2 separate regions of the Columba livia genome follow, and region 1 is linked to region 2. A link is a contact called in public Hi-C data. All regions are on one chromosome and are shown on one strand. The core of a region is the stretch at or near the end of the contact, and the rest is flanking DNA. Distances in the headings are between cores, read along the strand shown.

The links. Hi-C and Micro-C count contacts between places; a contact is called where the count stands out from the background.
Region 1: a contact with region 2 is called in a Hi-C map of liver, with 2.5 times the contacts expected there. The contact joins the enhancer-like site here to the promoter of KMT5A in region 2. A contact is called at or near these places in 2 of 2 Hi-C or Micro-C datasets (crop and liver).

Annotation. Positions count from the first base shown.
Region 1 is chr17:3,884,839-3,890,822 of bColLiv1.pat.W.v2, forward strand. It overlaps MPHOSPH9 (M-phase phosphoprotein 9), which reads left to right. Exons shown (of 23, transcript XM_065033428.1): 4 at 1-309; 5 at 1,403-1,526; 6 at 3,473-3,563; 7 at 4,837-4,943; 8 at 5,366-5,491. Among named protein-coding and RNA genes, the nearest start is that of MTRFR, 11 kb to the left of the region's middle. Within about 2 kb of position 2,488, at least 1 of the 3 cell types and tissues checked has an H3K27ac peak away from gene starts, as active enhancers do.
Region 2 is chr17:3,809,703-3,816,050 of bColLiv1.pat.W.v2, forward strand. It overlaps KMT5A (lysine methyltransferase 5A), which reads right to left and starts at 1,976. Exons shown (of 8, transcript XM_065033437.1): 1 at 1,349-1,976; 2 at 993-1,033. The coding sequence starts at 1,838. SBNO1 (strawberry notch homolog 1) reads left to right here and starts at 5,963. Exons shown (of 32, transcript XM_065033422.1): 1 at 5,963-6,141.

The DNA of each region.
Region 1 (5,984 bases), core at 1,238-3,737, 76 kb after region 2:
ACATCAGGAATGTCTTGGAAATGATGCTTCAGTGAATAGCGGGCACGGTGCATGTTCTGCCTCCCAACTGAACCCTGGCACATCGAACAACGTTATCCAGTGCACAGACTGCATGGAGAAAACTTCCCAAGGGCAGGGTGATGCAGCAGTATTGCAGAGTGACGCAGCGGTAGCCGGTGTTCAAAAGAAAAGAGAACTTCACCCCCCAAAAAAAGAGGAAAAATTTTTGTCGGGAAGGAGTGATATTTTAGTTTTTCCTGCTGAATCTGAACATAAAGTTGATGAGGCTCAATGTGGAAAGAAACCCAGGTAAGTGATCAACTTCCCAAATATGTTAATTTATTGTAGATGATCCCCATTCAGTAAATAGCTGATGGTAACTGGAAACATGAAAGAATTGCATAGAATTTCTTGATTGTAAACAAAAAAAATACTATGCTTCTTGGTAGAGAAAGTTATTTGTTTAGCCTAACATTTCTGTGTGATGCATATTTGCATCTGCAGTGTTGATCTCTTGTAGATATGTTGGGGGGGAGAATGTGAAGTCTGCTTTGTACTGCAAATTTTAGCTAAGATCCAGTTTGCATAGTGTTTGTCTGTGCACCAGAATTGTAAGTGTTGATTTTCAGTTTGTTACGACTGACACTTTGCTGTTGTGCACAACCAGTCTTTTTTGCTGCCTTATATGCATGCATTACAGTAATAAATTGTATCAGAGAACAGCCACATGTTTGAAGTTTTTTGTTGTGTGGTGTTTTTTTGGGGGTTGATCTTTTTTTGTTGTTGTTTCGCTCTATTCAATAGGTGGGTGGATCTACCAAAGGTTTTTTTGAAAGGCTGGCCAGCTCATTTGGTAACAGCACTGCCCAAGGACTGCTGTAGTTGCACAGAATTTAACAATGGACTTTACCCTCCCTGTCAGATTGGGCTGTAGTGGCGGCGGCTCCACGTGCTCACGAGCCGTATCAGAGCCCTTGTGGGCAGCGAGTTGCCTGCGAGTCCCTGATAGGAGTTTGCGGAGATAAAAACTTTCCCTCTTTTGTAAAAACAGAGAGTCGTGAAAATGAACTTGCATCTTGCTAGTATGTAATAAAACACAGAACCGGCTTTCTTTAGAGAAATTAGTTTGGAAATGTGTTATCTTGGCATATAGGGTAGATCAGAACCCCATTGATACATTCCCTTCTGGCTTTTTTTCCACTGTTTTGGTTCATGTTGCAGTGCCATGAAGGGAGTAGCTGCAGTTCATGGACTTCCAGGGAAACTTAGAGCTAGAGAAGCTCAATTCAAGAGTGTGTTTCAGCTTGAAAAACCTTTCTAAGACAGCTTTTGAAATCATTCGTGTCTCCACTGAAAAGGGCTCATGTACTTAGGGTGTACGTGTGTGTTTCTTACCATCTAGTAAATCTTTAACATCATGGGCACAAAAGTTGAGACAAAACCAACCAAAAAGAATAAACGCTGAAGAAGTATGTGTGAACTCTATGCATGAAAATGAGCAAGCAAAGAAATTACCCCTTGAGAATGTAAGTATCTTTTTATTTTATGATGTTTTTCTAATTTTATTCTTGTCACTGGTATTTTTTCAGTGTTCAGCACGTGCCTTCATACTTAGCTTTAAGCATTTGAGTAGTGGGGTTCCTATTTATATGTTTGAAGTTAATATGGTCAGAGTTTACTTCTTGGATCATTCTATACTTCCTCACATGGCTATTTTGGCTTGTTGTATTTGTTGCCTCATTTTTGCCTTAATTTACCTAAATGGCAAATGTTCATTCTTTATAGAAATAATAATCACATTCTCAATTAAAGCTTCGGGTCATGCTAATTTATTGTGCCATATAATTTTTGGAAGGAGCTTTGATTTCAGCTGGTAATGTCCCTTTTGGCACACACAACTGTTTGTGGAGGCATTGGCCACCTTGTTCAGGACAGACAGTGTTCTTCCACATTGGGATTTTTAAATCCAAGCTTTTTTTTTTTTTGGTATTGTTTTTATCAGAATAATACATTCTTTTCTGCCTGTGTATAACTATGATTTGGCCAAATTGAACTGCTCCAAGCACAGCTACAGCACTAGTTGCTGAAAGTATCCAACCCCCCCAGCAGACATTTAGGAAATGAACCAGCTCTTTAGAAGCATTTGTAGTAATGCCTATTGCTGTAGTAACTGTCACAAACCTCTCTCCTTATGCTGTTTTTAAGGAAATAACTCCGGCAACTCTGTGAATGACTCCACCTACAAGAGGATAGGAGAATTAGCAAATATGAGTCACTTGATTCAAGGCAGGGTCTGTTTTCTTCCCCGTGGTCACGTTGAGGGTGATCCAGAAAGGGTAGGAGCAGCGGCTTGGGCTCGCTGGCTCTTCTGTTGTCAGCTGTTACTCTAAGGGGATATTTCAAACCAGGAGTCAAATTTATCTGCTGTGGATTGTTGCTTTTCTCTCTCAGCTTTTGAAAATACCTTTATCTTTCTATTCCTTTGTAAGAATTCAGTTGATACCCCTTCATTTTCCTTTCTTCCTCCTTAGGCAAAGGAGAATACCTAAATAAAAACATTAAGAGGGACAGAATAGCCTTGAGGTGAGATGGTACTTCATGCAACAGCTTCAAAAGCTTCAGTTCTAAATTCTTTTTTTCTTTGTGTTGACTCAATGGTTCCTTTCCTGTTGTAGTCTTCGGTTGTATAAGCTGTGTAAATTTGCCATGTACATGACTCTTAAGCTGCTGTGTTGGAACAAAAAGCCCTATGTACAGTAGAAAAGAGCAATGTGAGATGAGAATTTCAAGCCAGCTGCCATTACTCAGTTCTTGTATCACTGTGTTACATCAATGACGCTTCTTCCTTTGATTAAGAACAGGAGAGTTGTAGCAAATTTTTAATCCTGTGAAATTTGTTTGGCATGTGTTAGTTCCACCCTTTTCAAAGTTTCTGTGATTAGCTGCAGAGGTTGCTTAGGAAGTCTGGAGTGCGGAGAAGCAGGGTGTGTAGTATCTTGTCTGTCGGAAATGACAGACACTGTTTACCTCCCAATTTGTGGTAGGTGGAGTCATAACAGCTGAATATAAGAAATTCCAATCCTAAGATGAGGGAAGAGTAACCTTTTTTTGGTAGATCATCCCGTTATGTACTTGCATCTCTTAAGGAGCAAGAAAGTTTAGACGGCTGTCCAGAATGCGTGTTTTTTAACAGTTAATCTCAAAAATGCTCCACAGACAGGCAGACGACTTGGAAAATATCAGTGTCTTTAAATTGTGTGGCTTAGCTTATTTTACCTTTTGACTGTGATTGCCCTCAATATAAATTGTATATGTTTGAATCATGCTGTATAATGAAGTTTAATCTCTTTGCTTTAAAAGACTAATAACATTTACATGCAATATTTTAAAAAATGGTACCCTTTTTGAAAAATTCTTTTCCTTCCTTGTCTTGCAATTTTCCTCATTAATTGTTTTTCCTTTGTTGTTTTAGACAAACCATAGCGGTGCTGCTTTGCCACCTTACACTTTTTACCTCAACCAGCCTAATGAAAGTCCGAATTCCTTAGTGTCTGAAGCTTCAGGTATAGTTAATTTCCTGCACTTAGATTTCTTTTCCTCTTGAATTCTCATTTTTTAACTTTCTTGCTACAATGCAGCTCCAACAACTTTGAGGAGCTGAGGAGGGTTTGATCACTGACTAGCTATTAAACTTTTGCTATGGCACAATTCTGCTTTTCTTGCTTCTGCATTTCGAGCTGATAGGAGCTCCCATGTGTCACTGCTGGCAGATATAGGACATGCAGCGATTTCTTTCTTCAAATTTCTCAATATTTCAAAGCTGAGCTTTATGTTTAAAGCGCTTTCAATAATGTAATTGTTACTAAAGTCATGGTGGGGTACCAAGCAACCTTTCAAATATTAGTATCGCTGCTCTAGTAGTGGCAGGAGTGCATGGTGACGGGGTTAGAAATTTTGTAGGGCAAAGGGAGGATTCGGTGATTGTGTGAATAAACAAGAACAAAACAATGCAGTGTGTGTGATTCTTTAATCGGGGTGAGGGGTGTTGCTTTTTTGTGGTTTAGTTTTGCTTTTGAGGGGTAGTTGTGGTGGGTTTGGGGGGTTTGCCGTTTGGGTTTTTTGTGTGTCTGTGATGTGTGTGTGTTTTTTGGTGTGTTTTTCTTGTTGTTGTCGCGGTGTTTTGTTTTTGTGAAAGCCAAACAACTAATTCACACATTTTGACCGTAACAGGGTGGATTCATTTTGATAACAAACAGGGGCACAGAGATGCAGCCCTGCAAACTGTGTATATTTATTGCTTCTTCACAACCCATTGAGAGGGACACGTATAAGAAATTGCCACGGGGTTGAGCCTGTATCTGTCCCTCTCGTGCCGTCCCTTGGTCCCGGTAGTCTGCTTTTTGCATGTTGTAGAGCGCTGTTGAGAACCAAACTGAAGAGTTTGTGATACCGAGTGGCTGTGGAGGATTATTCCTTGGATAACACAAGCTTTAAGCGTTGTACTGGAATCAGTAGGAATATGAAAGTTTGTGGTAAATGAGGATTTGTTCTTTGCACACAAAAGAGTAAATCTCTGTGTTTTCACTGATTTAGAGCTTTCGTTACTGATGCCGTGGGATGTGATACTGATCATGAGGCCTGTGCTTTGCATTGAGATTTTTTGTAACTCGTAACAAATGCTTGAGTGAGATTATTAAGCAATAGATGCAAATAACTAATACAGCATTCTTGTAAACTTACAAAGTAAAATCTTGCTAATGGGCTTTGGGATTCCTGTTCTATAGCCATTACCTTGAAATCTGTAATGTTTTTTCTTTAATTGTTTCTTCTTATCAGGGCTTTCATACTGGAAGTTAGATGAAAAGGAGATGTATCACTCTTTACCAGAGAATTTCAGAAGTGAGTTTGCTGATGTTTTCTCCACAAAAGTATCACCAGATCAGGTAAACTCTGCACGTGTTTTAAAAGTTGTCTTACAGTTGCTTCTCATCTTTCCTTTTTTCTGCAATGGAAAGATGTGAACTTCTCCTTGCGAGCTCTTTCATTAGCTCGGTCTCTCATATTCTGTTTTTTTGTTATTCATTTACCCTCACTAAAGTAGCCTGGAATTTATTAACCACTTTTTGTCATTTGAAAGAAATCCGTGTATGGAAGGTAAAAAGAAACCGACTAGTATATTAAAGGTGGATGTGCCTCATTAAAGACCCTTTTAAAAATTGTTTGCGTTGAATAAAGCTGCCTTTAAAAACTACTAAATTAAGTTCTAACTGATTTATTAGCTAAACTCACCTACAACTTGTTTATCTATATTGGAGGTGGAGGATTGTGTTCATATCAACTAATGTAGCAATTTTTCCTGTTGAAGTTATCTTCTGCTGACGAAACAAAGCTCTCGTCATTGAAGGATATTTATCATAAAAGACAAAGGGAGAATAAGCAGCTGCCAGACCAGAATTTTATGCCTTCTTCCCAGTGCAGTCACCCACCAGAGGTAACAGTCATTTCTGTATGTCTGGGTTTGAGGATGCGATGGGTTACAGGCTGGTTTCACATTCACTGGCTCCTGCTGCCACCTCCAGCATGATGCTGGGACAGCAATTTGTGCAGCCGTGTGACAAACCAGACCGGGAAGGGATCCAGCAAAAAGAACCTCCAAGAACACGCTGGGTAGAGAAGGACCTTTGCTGCACAACCTTGAGGATGGCGCAGGAGGAATCTGCTCACGCCGAGGCTGCAGCTGCAGAAATGCGGGTGGAACTGCAGTCACAGGACTGGGGTTTTCTTACTACTTCCCATAAGACCGGTTCATTCCACCCATAAAACAGAAGAGGCGCAGGTTGTGGAAATATTCTTTATCATATCTATTTCTTTATACAGCTTTTGGTCTTGTACAAAATCCAGTAATGATGGCTGCTGTGTGACTAACTTGTTAATATAATCTATGAAGTGATTTTTGTAGCTGTACAAAGTTATGATTTGAACTT
Region 2 (6,348 bases), core at 726-3,225:
ATACGACCAGTTAAAGGCTCAAATCTCAGTACACAAATCAACTTCACTAAATATTAAGATTACAGTAGAACAGTCAGAAAAAGCAAGTCAGACACTCCCTGACCCCCAATGTTTCTGAAAGGCCTATGAAAGACAAAACTTGCTTATTTAAAAAAAAACTGGGGCTTTTGAGGATAAAACGCTACGAAAGCACTCCATTTTAACAATTACCAGCAGCAAACCCTGTGCTGCAAAGTTCTCAAGATTTAGCGAGGAGTTTAAATATGGGCATTTCCGGAGAAAGCCAAAAGCAGTGAACTGCAGCAGTCCACCTGCCAGCAAAGCTTTCTGGCTTTGAATACACCATTAACATGAAACGAACGACTATTTCTCCAGCGTATCTCCCTCCCCTCATTCCCAGCTCCCTGCCTGCTGCGCTCTTGGCGCTACCGAGACGTGGCTGCCACGTCTTTGTCTGTGCCAGGCTTGAGACCCTGGAGAGCAGAGATTTTCTCAGCACAACGGAGCACATGAAGGGCTGGCGGAGAGCTCTGGGATTTGATGCAATAGCCACAATTATTTCCATGGGAGGCTAAATGCAAAGTGACAAACAAGCTCCTGCCAGCTGCCTGTAACAGAACTGCAGGACGGGAAGGTGGCACGGAGGGATTACTGAGCCTGGGCCTGGCTGCTCGCTGACAGCCCCGGCAGCGCCCCGCGCTTGCAGGGCAGCTGAAGGAGGTCACCGGAAAACACGGAAAGTGTGCCATTCCACTTAAAGTTAACCGATTGCTGAATGATTGGAGGAACCCCAGAAGTCAAGCGCCCGGGGCCACGCGGCTCCCCGGGGCAGCCCGCACCCGGCCCGCTCGCACCGGGAGGAGGCGGAGGGCACAGAGGACCCCAGGGAGCCGCCCGCCCCGCTCTGCTCCACCCGCCCAGGCCCGGGCAGTGCTTACCCCGCCGGCCCGGGGGCGACCGGGGCCCTTCCTCTCGGCGCTCTCGGGGCTCACCTCCTCCGCGCCGCCCGCCCTGGCTTTGGGCATGTTCTTCCCTAGGAACAAGGGGGGAAGATCGGCGCCTGAGCCATGTCCGGCGCGGCCGCCCGCGGTCATCGCCCGGCCACCGCGGCCTGCGCCATGTTTAAAGGGCTGGATGCGGCAGGGCGAGCCGCGGCGGCCCAGCCCCTTCCCGGCGAGCTGCGCACACCGCGCGGGGGAGGAGTCCCGCCAGCCCCGGCGCCTCGCGTCTCCCGGGAGGAGCATCCGCGCCGCGGAGATGCCCCCGCGCCGCCCGGCCCCCGCCCTGCACTCGACGCGACAGCCGCCGCGCCCCGTCTCCGCTCCTCCCCGACGCCGCGCCCGCGCACCTTTAGCCATGACCGCTGCGGCGCAGCCCGGCGCCCTGGAGCCCCCCGCGGCCGGGCTGCCCCGACGGTCCCCGAGGAGCTCCCCCGCTGAAACCAACCGCTCCGCAGGGAGACACCGCGCTCCTCTCGGCAACCCCATTGGCTGAACCGCGTGCCAATAACCGCTTCCGCGCCTCTGATTGGCACACAGAGCCGCACCCCGCCCTCTCCCTGTCACACAGCGATGCTCGCAGCTCCCGGGAACAGAGTTTAAACGCGAGTTCCCCGAGCGCTGATTGGTCCGTGGGAAGAGCAACCGGCTTTTTGATTGGCGGTCCGGGAAGGAACGCCCTTCCGCGGCAGGGCTCGCCACGTGGGTAGGACGCCGCGCTGGGAGCGGGTCCCGCCGGACCGTCCGTGCCGCTCCATCCCACGGAGCGGCGGCGGGCGCCGGGGGCGCTGACATGTACCCCCCCGTGCTGTCCGCTCCGCTCCTGCGGGGCAGCGGCATCGCCCAGTGCGGCCCCGTCAACACCTCATGCACCTCTTCGCAGAGCACGTGGATCTCTTCTCCTGCCTTGGGCGCGCACAGCGCCCGCCACCTCCCAGCGAGGATCCGGGGGGCCCTTAATTCCGTCGGGATCGTAAAACTCTGCGAAATTATCAGACCGCTTTATGCAATGTCTCGCTTAAATCTGAAAATTATATCAAAGGCCATTAATTCCATCCTCTTCAAAGCTTGCCTGGAGAACAGTATTGCATCAAACCCCTGATTCCCTAACAAGCATGGCTAAAACACAGCAAAAACACAGAAGGGCTTCAACAGCCCCATGTCAGGCCTGGTGCATACACTGCGAAATCAGGAAAGTACCATTGCAAAGAGTAAAGTGGCAACAAGGCACGACGACACACAGATCAAGGCATACTGTGTGTTTCTCCTTGGTAAGTAAAGGTCATAATGGACAATAGGAGATTACCGCACAGGATCTCTTTGGTGCTCCATGTTAAGAGGAACAATTATATTGAGTAACGAGGTATGGCTAGTCTTTCTTTTTATCTTTTAAGACCCACCTAACAACAGCCACCTGTGCCTGCTGGGGATATGGGTCTGTAGGACGTCAGCTGACCCCAAGTGTCATTGTCACAGGGGTGGATTCCCACCCAGGGCTTATCTGCAGCCACAGGCGGCTGCTTGTCCCTTGGGCATCCCCACAGCGGCATGATCAGCCAGTTCTGGAGGGTGAAACAACTGAAAACCAGGATTTTCCTTAAGAACAGCAGAGAAGAAAACAAACAAACAAAAATCATTTAAAAACCCATCCACAAAACCACATACACACGCAAACAAACCAACCAACCAACCAACAGGGAGTGGCTGCAGAGGAGACACGGGAAGGCAGCAGGTGTTTCAGCCCACCCTCGCCTCATTTTGTGATTGCTCTCCATGCAAACGGGCACTTCAAGAAAAGGCAAAAGAATCCCAGCTCTGCATCATCACAATTTCTTCATCTTCACTAACATATATTTCACAGAAAGGTGACCAAAATGCTCTGGGTGTTGTTTTGTTAACACCAGCGGACAGGAGGCTGCATCATCCTGATAATCTCTGCTGCCGAAGCAGGTAGGCCAAGCTCTCCAGAAGAGCACCGGAGCCCTTGTTCTGATTTTTCCACCCTAATTCACACTCTTCTTTTCACACAGCTAGGATGGGACTGGAAAAAATTCTTTATAAATTACTAATGATACTTTCCTTCTTGCAGTCATTAAGGAACACTGTTCCTAATTGTCATGGGAAAGCTCTGGGAACACCTTTACTGTGGTTTTGCTCTGCTTTTGTGGGTTGGATATTTTTAATATTAATTTTATATATTATACAAAGCAACCAAGTTTACATTGAAGCTGTGCCACTAGAGGGCAAAGCAAGCTAAGTAATTATCTTCCCTTGAGCAACAAAGAAAACAATGTCACCTCTAACTAGGTCCTGCTCCCAGCACGGGCGGATCGCACGGGGAATACACAAACCAGGCTGTTTTTACCCCTTAGCGCTTCAGGGAGTTATCACCAAAAAGCAAGTACTGAGGAGAAGGAAAAATGTTATCAAGAGATAAGGCTACAGCCCAAAAGAGGGCACATCCATGTGCAATCGCCCGTCACCATGACTGAGGACAGCAGCACATGGGAAAGCGCCAGCCAGGGCGATACTGGGGAGGGAGCAGCACGACTCCCACCAGCACCAGCCGTAAAACCCAGTGACCTAAATATTTATTATCTCCAGTAGTAGTGTAAGGGCAGTCCCTGAGAGCACTGCTTTAACACTGAGACCTGAAAGCCTTTTGTGGGGGAAGAAAAACACACAAGCAAAATGTTGGATTTGCTCAGAAAGGAAAGAAAATCTTCAGAGTAAATACTTTCAGTCTAAATTAACACTCGAGTCAATTTTAAAAAGTATCTTATTTTTTAGGACTGGTTACCTTTGAATTTAAAAGTTCCATTTCTTTCAAATATACCAACAAGGCATTCTTGTTAAGTATTTCTACCTTGGAGCAAGTTCTCAATGTAGTTCTCACACAGCAAGTAAATAAGTGTCACAATGTTTGCACAAACTCCTTATTCACAAGATGAAATCCTGACAATTTGTGCCTCAGCCACTGCACTTCTCCATGAGAAAGCATGTAGAAACGATGCCCTAAGGGTAACTGTTGAGTGGTACATTAAGCAACCTTATTTTATAAAGACATTTAGTAAAATGCCAGTAGGTGCTAGCTACATTTCATAGATTATAATATTACATTCAGAATAGTATCTACCAATAATAAAGGGGCATGTCTGACAAAAATTGCATTGAGATCTGCAAGTTACACGCAAAATCCCAGGGAAACTGCATCCTGCAGATAATACTGCCTGTGCTCTATCACCCCAATAAGAAGCATAATGGTCACCAGTGGGGTTACTCACCTCTCTTTTCAATTCAAGACATCAAAAAGGTCACTTTCGCGATTGTAGGAAGCTGCTTAGATGAATTGAACGTTGGACACCCCGCACATGAGCTGTGCTTCATCGTGCCTTTATTTGAAGTGTGTGGAGGGCAATAATCAAGATATTAGCTGCCAGCTAAATTGTTCTTCTTGTCTCTGGCCAGACTTCTGTCATCCTTTTTCTCCATTTAGTGTCTGAAGCGTTGCTGATTAATCCGAATTACTTAAGTCAGTTTAATTAACATTGCTTTGTCTTTAAATAGCTTAGCCTAAATCTGTCTAATCCTTCATTGGTTATTTTAATCCTTGTTAAGTTTGTCTTAACAATCAGTGAACTTGTATAAAGTTGAATGAGCGGTATCGAGCATTTTAAGCAGATTTCATGACTGCCCAAACTTTATCTACATCTGCTTGAATTTTATGTTAAAAATTCTTTTAAATGTTCCTCTTTTTACACAGCTGGGAAAGCGTTCTAATGGAAGACCATATTCTTGCAAAAATCTGTCAGAGGGTGTTAATGGCTAAAAAGATCTCTCCAGATGTTAAACTAGCATAGTCGTCATCAGGTTTTCAAACATGTTAGCTCTCTGCAGCAGAAAATTTCACTTTGGCAGCTTGTGGAATATTTAAGAGGAGAAACTCATGTGCCAGCCCATCCCCACAGGCGTGTCCTTCCCAGACCGTTCAGCAGGGATGTCCCCAGCACAGCATCGCTGTCACTCCTCATTCTCCTACGGGAGGCCGGGAAGATCCTGTGAGGGAAACAGCGGAGCGGCGGGACTACGCGGGCAGCGGGGCTATACATATCCCCAGCACGGGGCGGCCCCGACCCCGCCAGAGCACTCGGGCCCCGCGGAGCCGCCTCAGTGTGCTGTTACAGGGAGCCGCCCAGGCTCGGCTGCACAGGAACACCTGCCAACCGCGGCAGAACGGAACCGAGGGGCCGCCTGAAGGGAGACGCGTTCAGCAGGGGGAGGGCGGGCGCCGGGGCCCACAGGACACCACTTCTCCTCAGGCGGGCACCCGCCCAGCCGCCCGCTCAGCCGCAACGGCCGCCAGCGCCGCGCGCATGCGCGCGGGCACGACCGCCCCCGCGCGGGCACACGACACGCGCGTGCGCACTGCTCCGCATCCCCCGCCTTCTTTCCCACAATGCCTCGAGAACAGGCCGGATCTCGCGAGAGCACATCTTATCGCGTCCTCGCGGCACCCGCCATCTTGGAGAAGCCGGGATCACGTGACCGCTCGCAGCCGTTCGCCTCCGCCTTCCCCTCCCCCACCCACCGGGAACCGGGCCCAGATCATCACTCCCGACTCTCGGCCGCCGCCCTGGGGCCGGGCCCGCCCGCGGGGGCTTCGCTTTTTGCGGAGGCCGGAAGCGCCGCGTGATTTGGGGAGTTCGCCGCCTTCGCCCGTTGCCGGGGCAGGGAGCGACAAGGAGCCGCATGTCACGTGAACGGGGACCGCGGGGAGCGCGCGCCAAAGCCCGGCGGCGGCGGCAGCGGCGAGGGGGGGGCACCGGGCGGGGGGGATGGGCGAGAGACCGCGGCAGCCGGGGCACGTGACAGGGTGGAGGCGGTGGTTGGGTCACGTGGCGCGGAGCGCGGTCCAGCGGCGGGCGGTGGCGGGTGTCACGTGGGGAGGGTGCGTCGTGCCGGGCGGGGGGAGGTGCGGCGGCGGTCACGTGGTGCGGCGCGGCGGGCGGCCCCGGCCCCCTCCCCTCCCCCTCCCCTGTGAGAGGGGAGGGAGGGCAAAGATGGCGGCCGTGAGTTAGAAAGCGGCGGGGCCAGCGGCGGAGACTTCCAGGACCGGCTGCGGGAGGACCGAGAGCGAGAGAGAGTGAGTCTTGCTCCGCCCGTTCGCCTGACCGCGGGCCTGTCTGGCCGCCTCGGGCTGCTCCCTGGCTGGTGGGGTCGTCGCGGCGCCCCTGGGGGTTTCCTCCCCTCAGTCCTCCGTTACCGGGCGGCTGGGCCCGCGGCGACAGCGGGAGGGTGACCGGAAGGGAGGCCGCCGTGCAGGCAGCGAGCTCTGCGTCTCCCTCTGCCT